Linked DNA regions of Arachis hypogaea: region 1 is linked to region 2. A link is a contact called in public Hi-C data. All regions are on one chromosome and are shown on one strand. The core of a region is the stretch at or near the end of the contact, and the rest is flanking DNA. Distances in the headings are between cores, read along the strand shown. Region 1 holds the start of LOC112727831. Region 2 overlaps LOC112727829.

Evidence for each region. Hi-C and Micro-C count contacts between places; a contact is called where the count stands out from the background.
Region 1: a contact with region 2 is called in a Hi-C map of an unstated tissue, with 5 times the contacts expected there. The contact joins the promoter of LOC112727831 here to the enhancer-like site in region 2. A contact is called at or near these places in 3 of 8 Hi-C or Micro-C datasets (leaf and an unstated tissue).

Annotation. Positions count from the first base shown.
Region 1 is chr12:99,066,225-99,072,834 of arahy.Tifrunner.gnm2.J5K5, reverse strand. It overlaps LOC112727831, which reads right to left and starts at 2,869. Exons shown (of 6, transcript XM_025777747.3): 1 at 2,229-2,869; 2 at 1,805-1,880; 3 at 1,096-1,274; 4 at 767-827; 5 at 550-615. The coding sequence starts at 2,357. The coding sequence ends at 599.
Region 2 is chr12:98,966,387-98,972,744 of arahy.Tifrunner.gnm2.J5K5, reverse strand. It overlaps LOC112727829, which reads right to left. Exons shown (of 7, transcript XM_072209548.1): 6 at 655-708. Among protein-coding and RNA genes, the nearest start is that of LOC112727829, 9.8 kb to the right of the region's middle. Within about 2 kb of position 2,029, at least 1 of the 3 cell types and tissues checked has open chromatin away from gene starts, as enhancers often do.

The DNA of each region.
Region 1 (6,610 bases), core at 1,620-4,119, 99 kb before region 2:
GATCAATAATTCTTCATTTTCATTTTCAGTATTTTGAATCTTTTCATATTTAATGAAAGAAAAATTGAAAACAACAAAATCTCATCTTCTATTATCATTATTTTTTCACAAATAACTGAATAAAAACAGAAACCAAACAAGTCCCGGAGTATAAGTCTTGGCTCTTTTTCACTTCTGAGAGTTCTTACTTTTCAAACCAACTAAATCTAAAAGTCTAAAAGGAAAACAAAAAAAGTGAAGTGACACATAAATTCCTGAGATTTATATTTTAAACAGATTAGTTTTTAAAAAAGTACTAATAAAATCTTTTAAGATAAAAAATATGAATATATTACTTCTAAATTAACCCCTATAATTAAGATAGAAAGTCTTAATTTAAACTAACTTGTTCACATTTATTATCATAAAAGATTTTATTAATATTTTTTTAGAAATTAATTTGTCTAAAAAATGTAAATCTTCATAGATTTATTTGTGATTTTACAGGAAAAAAAAGAGTAACAAATATCTAATATTGCCATTTGACCATAGTTTCACAGAATCATATACCTTGATTGAGGAGTATATATATATAATCTCTGTTGGGAAGAGTGACTTCTCAATAATACAGACCCCCTGGTTAGAAAGTCAACAAAAACAACATCAGAATAAAGGAAAACTGTGACACAACAATACAAACCATAATCAATTTTTCACATTGCAAATGCATGCTTTGATGATATAAAAATATAAGTAACTCATGCATATGTCACATAACATAATATACCTTGCCACCAATTTCCTCTTGAAGCACTTCCTGAATCATCTTCTAGCCCCTCGTTCTTGAGCTGTTAAACACCAAAAAAAAAAAAACAAAAAACAAAAAAATTGTTAGGCATTCTTAGTCCTGAAAACATAGACAAAATAAAATACATAAAATAAAATAAAATCTAGTTTGTAAGATATCCATTCTTTTGTTGAGTCTTTATTTTGTGTGATTGTTTATCTTATAATAAGCTTCACTTTATTGAGTTGAGTTCACGTGACAACACTTGATTGGTCAATTTCTAGCGATATAGTGACAAAGTAAGAGTAAGTCTAATGGAATGGACTCACCGAGGAGGTGTATCCTGAATTGTGTGTACTCTGAGGCTGCGAATATATGTCCTGAGCGCCATACATGATCGATGAACTAAGGTGACATGGTTGAACCCTTTGATCCTCATACATCCAACTCATATCCTCATTCGCTTTATTCTCACTTTCCATTTCTTTATTTCCCTTCGAGTTTCCATCTGTATTATTCATTCAATTCACACCATCAACAACATAAAACCAAAAAAGAAATAACAAGATTCATGTATGTGAATTAAATGGGTCAAATTAACAATAAATAATGACGAAAACTCACGTGCACTTGTATTATTGTAAAATTGATATTTAAGAATAATTAGATAATTTATGAAGTTGATATTTAAAAATAATTTAATAAATTTGACTAAATTTTTGTTTAACAATTCTTAATTATTAATTTTATATGAGAATTCTGCATGTCAGTGTCCATAAATAATTTATAGTCCCGAAATAAGTTTTATTATGATCTTATTAGTATATTAAAAAATTATATTTATCTGGGTGAATTGAATCAAGACCACTATTAATGGACCAGATAACTGACACACGCAACTGCATTAAGGAAAATTAGGAAAATTTGGAAAATAGAAGGAAAAATATAATATTATGTGATCTTGGCAAATATTTCATCTTAAAACATAACAAAAAATGTTAGAAAAAAAAAACTGAGTCTACGCCTAGAGAACTTTACCTTGATTACGAATTTTCAATGATTCATTAGCAATTTTTCCATTCAACTCAGAACGCAGAGATTCTCTACCTAATACCTGAATCAACACAAATAAATAAAATTAAAAAAAAAAACACCAAGAGATGCTTATTAATATGAGTCCATATATATGCAATGAAAACTTTGTTATGATGATTCAAAGAACTTGGAAAAGCTAACTGAATTTAGTTCATCTTCACGTGCAAATTAAATGCTTATCTTTGTTCTTTGGAATTATGTTGCAGGAACAACAAAAAGAAAATCAAAGAGCAAATGCAAAAGTAAAAGAAAATCTGTTACATAAGAGAAATCATCATCAACCTAAGCATGAAATGCAGAAAGATAGAAATAAAATAAATTAAATAAATAAGAATGAAAAAAGAAAAACGAAGGAAAATTCATTGACCTTAGGTGACTGAGGAGAAAATATAGAGCCAAAAATCCCAGAAGAAGGTGATGGTTGAGACTCTTTGGAACCAAAAAGCTCAGAAGAAAATGAAGAAGAAGAAGTACCCTTTTGCTTCCTTGCTTCCATTTTTCTTCTTTTCTTTTCTCTCTCTCTCTCTCTCTTTGCAAGTTTTAAAAACTAAAACCACTGTATCAGAATCACTTCAACACCCTTTAACTAAATTTAAGAGCCTTCTTCTCTTTATATATTTATATTAATTTATAATATTATTATTGAATAATAATAATGACAACAACAACCCCACAAAGATACATCAACCACCGCCTGAGAATGGCCTTAATATCAGGCAAGAATTAAAATAAAAATCATTTATTATTATTATTATTATTATTATTATTATTATTATTATTATTATTATATTGGGTAATGGAAACGAGAAATGAAACAAGAGGAGGAAGAGGAGCAAGGAAAGGAAGAGAGACACGTGAATGGAGACTCTTTTCTCTCACAACACAAGAGTTAAGGGAGGGGGTGTTTTTTCTTTTATTATTATGAAGAAACGGTGCTCACACCAATTTATAAGGATGAAAAGATACACCGTGAAGTCTTAAAAAAATTGAGAGAGATTCATTCAGAATGTAAAAGTATTGACCATGGGTGATAGTTAAAGATAGTGTTACGTGTTTTGATTGGACTCTCTAATTTTTTTTTTGGTGACTGATTTGACTCTCTAATTAAATATGTTAAAATTGGATCAATGGTGTTAAATATACAAAAAAAAAAAAAGTCTTCAATTAGCTATCATATAATGTTTAATATTAAGAAAACATTTTTCTCAATTAATGAATATTATCGGTGAATAATAATGATAATAATAATAATAATAATAATAATAATAATTATTATTATTATTATTATTATTATTATTATTATTATTATCATTATTATTATTATTATGTTGGCACAAAATGGTGGGAGACAAGAGACAAGGGAATGAAACAGAGTGACTCTGTTAATTTCTTTATCTGTTTTTTCTGTTAGCCACGTCGGGTTAGTAAGTCATCGAGGTGGAACCCACAAGAAAAAATTCCAACCTTTTACTACCACCAATAAAATAATGATATATTTTAATATTATAACTTTTTGTATTTTTTAAATTGTAAAATATATATAAATTAGAATTTAATTTTTTTATTTTTAATTTTTTTAATATAAATTGAATGGTCCAATTTCTGTACTTCTACAAATTAAAAAGTTTAATTTTTGTACCTCTAACAAATCAAACAATTCAATTTTTACTTTTTTAATTAAACGGTTTTACATTTAAGAATAATACTCCAATAATTTACATTTCAACAAAATACTATTGTCATTCCAATATAAAAACAAAAAGTTCACATATAAGTTATACCATGAAATAAATATATTTTTTGATATAGTATTATAATTAAAATTTAATTTTAATGCATCATCTAGAGTCATTCAATCATATTTAATATTTTAAATAATTATTTATGTAATTAATATAAAAAATAATATTTTTATATAATTAAATATATATATATAATTATGTTAATTGAATAAAAAAACTGTTGAATTGAGAATTATTAAATTAACTTAATCAATCAATTTTTAAACTAAAATAAATAAATTAATATTTATTAAGAGTATTTTTGTTTTTATTAATTTTATTTTATATTTAAAAAATGGTTAATTTAATTGGTTCAATAATTTTCAGTTCAATGTAAAATTCAAATTTTACCAACAATAAAAGTATTTTATTTTCACTTCATTTGAGAATTCCCCTACAGTCCTACAAGCTTTTTCTTAACTTTACCCCCGAATATTTTAATGAATATAAATTTCATAGGATCCCAATCCACATTTGAGCTTCATTTTTGGTGGGGCAATACATTGATATTATAAAAAATGTTATATTATTCCAAATTAAATTAATTATTTTTATTAATAACAGAATATGTATGCTTAAATATTTATGGTAAACATTTTTTTACATAAATAAAAGATATAAATTAAATACATTTTCATAGATCGATTTTTTTAAATTGATTTGACCTATTTATGAGTCTCATTTGACTGTATTCCAATAGTATATGTCAATGAGTTAATGTGGATTTAACAAATTGTAACTCTTCTTGACTTCTTTTATAAAAAGAAAAAAATTGTTAACTTTTTCATTTGAAATTTTTTAATGTACTATGTATTAGAATTTCAAGTAATTTCATCCAGTCTGAAGGCGGTTCTCATTTCACTCAAGACAATTATTTAAAAAAAATTAATTTTTATATCTGTTGATTTGTTAAGGATTAAGTACGATTTTGGTCTTTAAGATATAGACCGAAAAAAATTTTCGTCATCAAATTTTTTTTGTATATAAAATTATCCTTAAAATTTAAAACCGAGTTTTAAAATCATCATTTTTACTTAAATATTAAAATTTTAGACCAAATTATTTTTAATAAAAAAATTATAAAATTAAAAAAATAAGAGAAAGAAAATGTTTCTACTCTTTCGAATGAGAAAGGGAAGAAGAAGAAAGGAAAAGGAAAAAAAAAGAAGCTGTCTACGCTACTTCTGCCGCTATTTCCGTATGATTTTGGTCCTTAAAGTAAGGACGATTTTAAAATTAAGTTAAATTTTAGGAACAATTTTGTATACAAAAAAAGGTTGAATACGAAAAAAATTTTCAACTTATACTTTAAGAACTAAAATCATACTTAACTCTATTGTTAATGGAAAGATACAGGTAAACAATGAAAATATTAAACAATATAAACAATAGATATATTGGATGTTCATTTTACTAGTGTACGGATGATTATTTTAATATTAAAATTTAGAGGATTAATTTAAAGGTGTAATGTGTTTTTATTTGATTGGTGGTTGTTCATATTGTTCAACAAAATCATTGTCCCCTAGCATTCCCCATTATTAATATATGTGTCAAAACTTTAAAAGACAATTATACTTGCAAAAGAGAAAGCAATTTCTGTATCAAACTATAGTTAGTTGAATTTTGTTATTAATTTATTAATTTGTGTCAAAATTTCGAGAGATAATATATGCATCTAAAAATATTTATTCGTTTGTTTAAATAAATGTCAAAAGTTTGATATGTAGTAATTCATTAATTAATAATAAAATTTTAAATAAAATTTTAATTCACAATAAATTAATTATTGATTTATTCGGTAAAAAAAATTGTAAAAAACAAAAGAAAAAATATGCACAATTTAATTTACAAAAGAAGAATTTGGATGTTAAAATGAAAACACAATGATATATAATGATAATAAAATGAGTGTTGATACCATGTAAAAAAACTTGGATATCCAAAAACGATTTTCCAATTTTTATGTTAAACATTACATAATGAAAAACATAGTGCGTGCGTGCGTATTGAATAGAAAGAGGTAAAAAGAAATTTATGGACTTGTCCATTCTAAGATTGGCTTGTTTTGTCGGTTAAATTTAGCATTGGATTCATTATTGTAGGCACATATATATTACTTAGAAAGAAGGACAAGGGTGTATAGAATATAGAAAGCGAGAGGAGCAATGGGGTGAGACTCCTAACATGGCCTTATTATCTATCTTATTATCCTGTCGGACCCAAAACTTGGTGGGGCAAATTTTCCTGATGACCTAATTCACTCTCATATTTAAGATTTATATTGAATGCATACACTGGATTTGTTGAATGCATACACTGGATTTATATTTGATTCACATGAACATGTTTTGAGTTATTAATTATCAAAAATGCTAGAACTATCATAATTTATTATTTTTTTGTCATTATTTAATTATTAATTTAATTTATTTAGTCTAATTTTATTTTGGACAATAACGGAAAATAAGAATCCGGCCATACAAGATCACATGTTATCAACATCAGACAAGGAACATAGATAACGTAAATGAAATAACTCTGAATCAGGAAAACGAAAAGTAAGACAAATGTAAATCCGAGACAATAATTGTTCAACAGATACCCAAGGAATGTATAAAACTGGGCCCCCAAAAGCAGGTAAGACAAGACACATTATCTCTAATAAACGTACTGCTGACTTAAGTTTCGGAGTGTCTTTGCAAGTTGTCCATTCGGCCTGGTCTGTAAACATCACACATCGGGATCTCGGATTCTCTTAAGTACGTATCACCAGCTAGGTACGAACATTGGCGCCGTATGTGAGAATCCCGAAATTGTTTCATACCATGGCTGAGCATAAGATCCAATAAACCATTAACCCAAACACTCCGCTCAAGGAAACACTTCATGAAGACGGTCATTTAGGATATATATATATATATATATATATATATATATATATATATATATATATATATATATATAT
Region 2 (6,358 bases), core at 780-3,279:
CTCAAGATATGATCTGCCAAAATTGGCCCAAAATCTGTTTTTACCAAAAACCTTAAAACCTTAATTTCACCAAATCTCTCAATTCAAAAACAATTGCTCTACATCCAAACCAGTCCTAATTTATCTAATTTATATTCATATACGTTCCAATTCATTCCACAACCTACAATTCACATTTTCATCCTTTCCACAATAAATCTTTCAAACAATATGCAACAACATCCACATCAATAATTTCTCATACATAAATTCATCACTTACCACCCATCATTATCATAATAGTCATCCACCACCAATTATAGCTCAACATCGATAATTCATCATCATACAACATTAACTCCAAATCAACACCCTTTATAAACAACAACCTCATTTCAACAATTATCAACAATTAATCTAATCCTATCCTAAGGTCCACTAGCCTAAGTGTCCAGAAATATTACATATTACATAGAGAAAATCGAAACCACACTTTGGTCGATTTCCAATATGTGTTATACACCAAATTTGTGTCCAAACCAAGCCTCCAATCACCAACAATTAATCCAAAGCTCCAATAATTCACAATTCAAGCTAGACATACATAATTTTATCATAAATCAAAACTTAGGGTTCATCAATTTCACAAATTCACAAGGTACAGAGTTTTTTTACCTTCTCCGATGGTGTTGGAGCACAAACCACCAATAGCCCAACCTTAGAGACCACCTAATCAATCAAAACATAAAAATTCACTCAAAATCAACACCTACATTTTCAAAAATTCTTAGGGCTTCAGAAAGAAGAGAAAATTTTGAAATCTTACCAATACAAGTTAGATGAAACTAACGGGCTCAGCGAGAGTTTTGCGTAGCTGCTGACGGCACGCGAATCAGAGCTCCGTAGCTCAAGTTATGGTCAATTGAAGGTAGGTGTGAATAGTGTTTGTGAAACCCTCTTCTCTCTTCCTCTCATTCACGTTCCTTCAGCCTTCTTATGCTGAAAGTGGGTGAATTTGTCACTTAAGTGACTTTTTATATGTTGGACTTAGACTCGGTCCAACTCGTTAGCAATTTTGGACCGTTTGACCCAATTTTAGGCCAAACCATTAAAATTAGCCCCCGATTTTTAATTCTAATTGTTTTCTTAAGCTTTTCTACTGTTTTTATCATTCTTGCACAGTATCAAACAGATTTAAACCGGTACTGCCGGTTAATTTATCGGTTCGCGTTTTTACGAAATTATCTGGCATTAACTTCAGAAAAAGAGCTTAGAAATATTTTTGAATTACAACGTATGTCCCTACCCTCTACTCTAAATGATTTTTGGAATTCTCCATCCATTGGTACTTTTAAGATTAATTGTGATGCTAGTTATCCTGGTTCGGGTGATAGTGTTGGTTTTGCTTATGTTATTAGATATTGTAATGGGAGTTGGCAAATGGGGTGTTTGGGAATGATTGAGAGTAATAGTATTCTTCAAGGGGAATTGTTTGCTATTTGGAGAGGATATCTCTTAGTTTGGGATGTGGGTCAACAAGATGTTATTTGTGAGACGGATTGTATGGAAGTGTTTAATCTTGTTACTAATCACCAAGATGGTTTTGGGTTTATTGATTTATTGGTGCTCAAATAAGAGATATCATGCATTGGAATTGGCGTGTTGACTTTCGTTTGATTATGAGAGATGCAAATACAGTGGCAGACACTATAGCAAAGATGGCGATGAAGTTACAACTTTCTTATGTGGAGCTTCCTTCACCTTGAGAGAAGTTTCAGAATAGTCTTAAACGGAACTGTCTCTCTATTTAAACAATTTCTTTGTTTTGTTTGTCTTGTTTTACTTTGTTTAATTTATTTAAGTCACAAAAAAAAACCTTTTTAACAAACTACGTTAATAATTAAAAAAATATTTGTTAATAATTTCTATAATACCAACATAGTCAAAATAATGAAAATATCACGAAAACTAAGAGTCTAAGACTATCAAATGGGCCAATATGATTCTTTAAGGACCAACCCCTTTGTGTATGCGAACTAAATATTTTGGATTAATTATATATTAAATATTTATGGGCCTACAAAATAAAGACTGCACTTGCATAATAGAAACTCATTGACCTAAATGGGCTAACGACGGACTTCTTTATTAGATTTTTTTTTAATTTTAAAATATGCCATTTTTATTAAAAACCACAAAATAATTAGTTTTCCAAAAGAAACTCTCATGATCCATTTTGTTGGGCTTAGGTGGTTTTTGTTTGTTGTCTCCTTTTGGAGTTTAAATTAAAATGTGGTAGCAGATAGATTTTGGAATTTTTTCCAAAAATTTAAATTTAAAATAAATAGATCAGAGAGTAAATAATTATTTTTTTATCATGAAAGATTTGGACGCTGATAAAATTAACCACAAAAAAATGAAACTAATGTTATATCCATCAAAAATAAATTTTATTTGACAAAAATATTTAAATATTAAATTTTTATTGATTCAGTTCAAAAAACACATAAAATTCTTAAATTGACCCTATCATATCATTTTCAATTTCTTTGAGAATTTAACCTAGCTATATTAACCATAATAAAAAAAATAAGCAATTAGAATCAGGGTGATAAATTGAATCTAAATAGTTTAAGAAAAAAATTTTAAAAACAAAAAATTAAATCATCATAATAGTGGAACACAAAATATGATTATCTAATTCATATTTAAAAGAAAAAAAAAAGAAGAAAAGGGATAAAAATAAAATAAAACCCTTCAATAAAAAAAGCTATAACAACAAAAGCAGAAGCATAAATTTGGATTTTATAAGAAAATGAGAAAAAGAAAAAGATGCAAAATAATTAAAAGAACATTTAAACAATTTTTTTTCTAGTATACTGTAATAATAACTGATGCAGCGGTTGCAAAGTAAATGTGACAACGTATCTGGATAGCAACAAAGAGAGAGAAGAGGGAGGAGATGGAGGAAGAGGAAGAAACGAAGATAGATAGCTCATGATTTCGTTCTATTTTTACTCGTTCAATGGCGACTGCGGCCGTGACCCTCCTCTGTCGTCGCTTTCTTCACTTTTCCTTCTTTTCCTTTTTTTTCTTTTTTAGTTTCTCTCTGTTTATTTTTTTTGTTCTCTGTATGTCTCTCATTCTTGCATCTCTTTCTTTCTCTTATTTGTTGCTACAGAGATGATGGCTTCCAGCGCTCGCACACCCTTCACCCTATTCTTATTTCCTTTTTCTTCCATCTTCGTTCTTCTTTGATTTCTCCTTCTCTTTCCTGTCATCTCTCATGTGTATTTTGACCATTTAGGGTTAAAAATATCTGAAAATGAGTAAGGATAGAATAAGGGAGAGTAGTCATGTCCTATTAGGAATGAATTTAGAGAGGAGTTGTGAGTTTTTTTAATATTATTAGAAAAATTTAGGATTTTAACTGATTGAAGATTATGTGATAGGACAATTTTTAAAAATTATGTGTATTTTTTAATTGACAAAAATTTAATGATTGGATATTTTTTCCAAACAAAATTCATCTTTAATGACTATTGTATTAATTTTACTTTTTTTATTGTCAGTTTTATGAGCGTTTAAATCTTTTGTAGTACAAAATAATTATTTACTCTAGATCAAACAAAGTCTCACTTGTCAACACAAAAAAAAGTCTTACTATTATGAAGAAGGTCGCATCATAGTACATAACAAAATTTATAGAGAGAGAATACAATTTTTTTTGTGGCTGCAGTTATAACACATTTATTCTTTAAAATGCTGGTCATAGCTCAACAGGCACTCAGCCATTTTTCTATTAAGTTTAAAAATTTATTTTATATTTTTATTTTTATAATTATAAATAATATATAAAACCAATATTAAGAGTTAATCATAATTTTAGTGTCCAATTCTTTTAGATTATATTTACCCTCAAACAAATCATTTCATAAAACAAATTATATGCATAAAACAATCATAAAATTTATTTTAAAATATTCATAATTTTCTACTAAAATAAAAAATCTGAGATGAACCGAATCAACTGATCCAGTGACTATATTTAGCATAAAATTTATTTTAGAAAATTCACTTTCAGAAACATGTAGCACCTAAGATTTGAACGATGGACCTCTACTATAAAGGTGGCAACATACACTCTATCTGCGAGTATCCAACTCAATTCAATCCAGTCAGATAGGGTTACCAATCTGATCCGCAATAGTAGGACAGAGTATGGGTATGATTCTTATGCAGGTCGGGCAGGGTGCAAGTTGAGGCTCAACCCTACTCGACCAACCTCCATCCTATATATGTAGATGTTATATACTTATATAAAAATCTGTTTTAAGTGGATGTTGAACTAAGGACCCCTAACTAAATATAAAAGATCATTAGTCACTAAGAAAAGATCATTAATTGATAAATTATCATCAAGTTATATAATAATGTTACAACTTTTTAATAACCCACGGATAAAGTTGGGTATCTGCAGGTTAAGAACTGGTAGAATTAAAGTTGGAATATTCTCAACCCGCAAATAGAAGAGGGTTGGGTTTATATAAAAATCTCAACCCGCAAGTAAGATTAGGGTTGAATCCAAACCTACCCTACCCTATCCATTGCTACCTGCATTATCTCCATTCTCTACTCAGCCAAATTTGTTATTACACCGTAAGTAATACCAATTAAAATTAAAATATATGTTATATAAAATAACAATTAAATTATAATTTTTTATAATTTTATTATTATCATTTAATAATGATATTAAATTATAATTTTATAATATAGTATTATATATTATATTATATTAAATTATAAATATGTTTATTTATTTTTACTATTTAAATTGTTATATTATTATAATTTTATATTTTTATTTTATTATTATTGAGTTAAACGTTTCGACTAATAACCTCCTAGTTGAATCATTAATCCAGTGATCCAATAATTTAGTCGTATTAATTACTTGTTCATTTTTTATAATTATGATACTCTCTCAGTCTTTCTTTTACTTATTCTTGTGAGTTTCGTATTTACAAAATATAATTTTCATGTATTCGTATAACTAACATAAAGTTTTTCATTGTGACAATATTTACATAAAATTTTTTCTGTATTCTTCTACTTCTTAGGTTATGTAAGTTTTAGTTTATTATTTTTTATCATATATTTTATGTTTTTTAACCATTAATTTTCATAGATTTTATTTTATTTTATTTTATTTTATTTTATTTTATTTTGGAGTGTTGAACATAAATAATACCATGTATATGAAATTTTCTCAATATTAGAATAGCGGTGGCTTGGAGATAGCGGCGATACATTCATCTCGTTTGGGCGGCCAGTTCCTCGTCCCGAAAAAAGTTTTCGATTTCCGGCAGTAGCTGGGAATCAATAAAAAAACCCACGTCGAAGTTCTTTTTCTTCACGGAGAGCACCAGACCCGGGTTAGAGCTGGATTTTCTTTTCTTGGGGTTAGGGATCACGACCACTTTGGGCTCCTCAACCTGAACGCCTGAAGACTGTGCAACCACCACGGCCAACCTCACCACCAGCACTTAGCCCGGGAGGTGGCCTAGTCGAGGGGCTGAGATTGAACCTCAGGCTCGTCGGCTTGAGGGATCTCGGCTTGAGGAGTGGAGGAATCAAAGTTCTCGTCATCCCCGGAAAAGAAGTGAGTCATCAAACGGCTAATTGAAGTGTTCCCAGTGGCCATCCCGATTACAAAAGAAAATAACCAAGTTACAAAATCGATAATAAAGCAGCAGTATACAATTCGAAAAAATGAAAGAATGACAGTAGGAAGCATCAATTTATCTACACAGTCCTAACTAGCTTCCTAGTCACCCATCAAGAGATAGGGGTTAAGGTTATTAGAATCAAATCGCCAATAAGACATCGGCAATTTGTTGGTTCTGCCAACCTATGCCGTCATAGGTGACCTTAATCATATAATTAGAGTTGGCGCCAAAGCTTTAGTAGGTCGAGATGTGCCTTTCTCCATCAAGGGTGAGCCAGAAGAGGTGAGAATCTCGAGCTGGTCTCACCTTGAAGAAAGTTTCTTTAAATCCATGGAAGGAGTCTTTAAAGAGACCAAAGTTCCTCCGGTTCTGTACGGCTCGGAAAGAGAGGTATCTTTTTTTCATGTTTACCCTCCCGAGAGGGATTTGTAAAGAGAAAGAAATGGAGCAAAACCTCCACAGTGGCCGGAAGATCCAAGTATTCACAAACCATCTCAATATAGTGGATGGCAACCCAACTGTTTGGATGGAGTTGCGAAGGAGCAACCTCGCATCTGTTTAAAAAGGCCATAATAAAAGGGGAGAAACGGAAGCCAAACACCCAATGTAGTGAACATGGGTTTATACCCCCACATTCAATCCGAGAC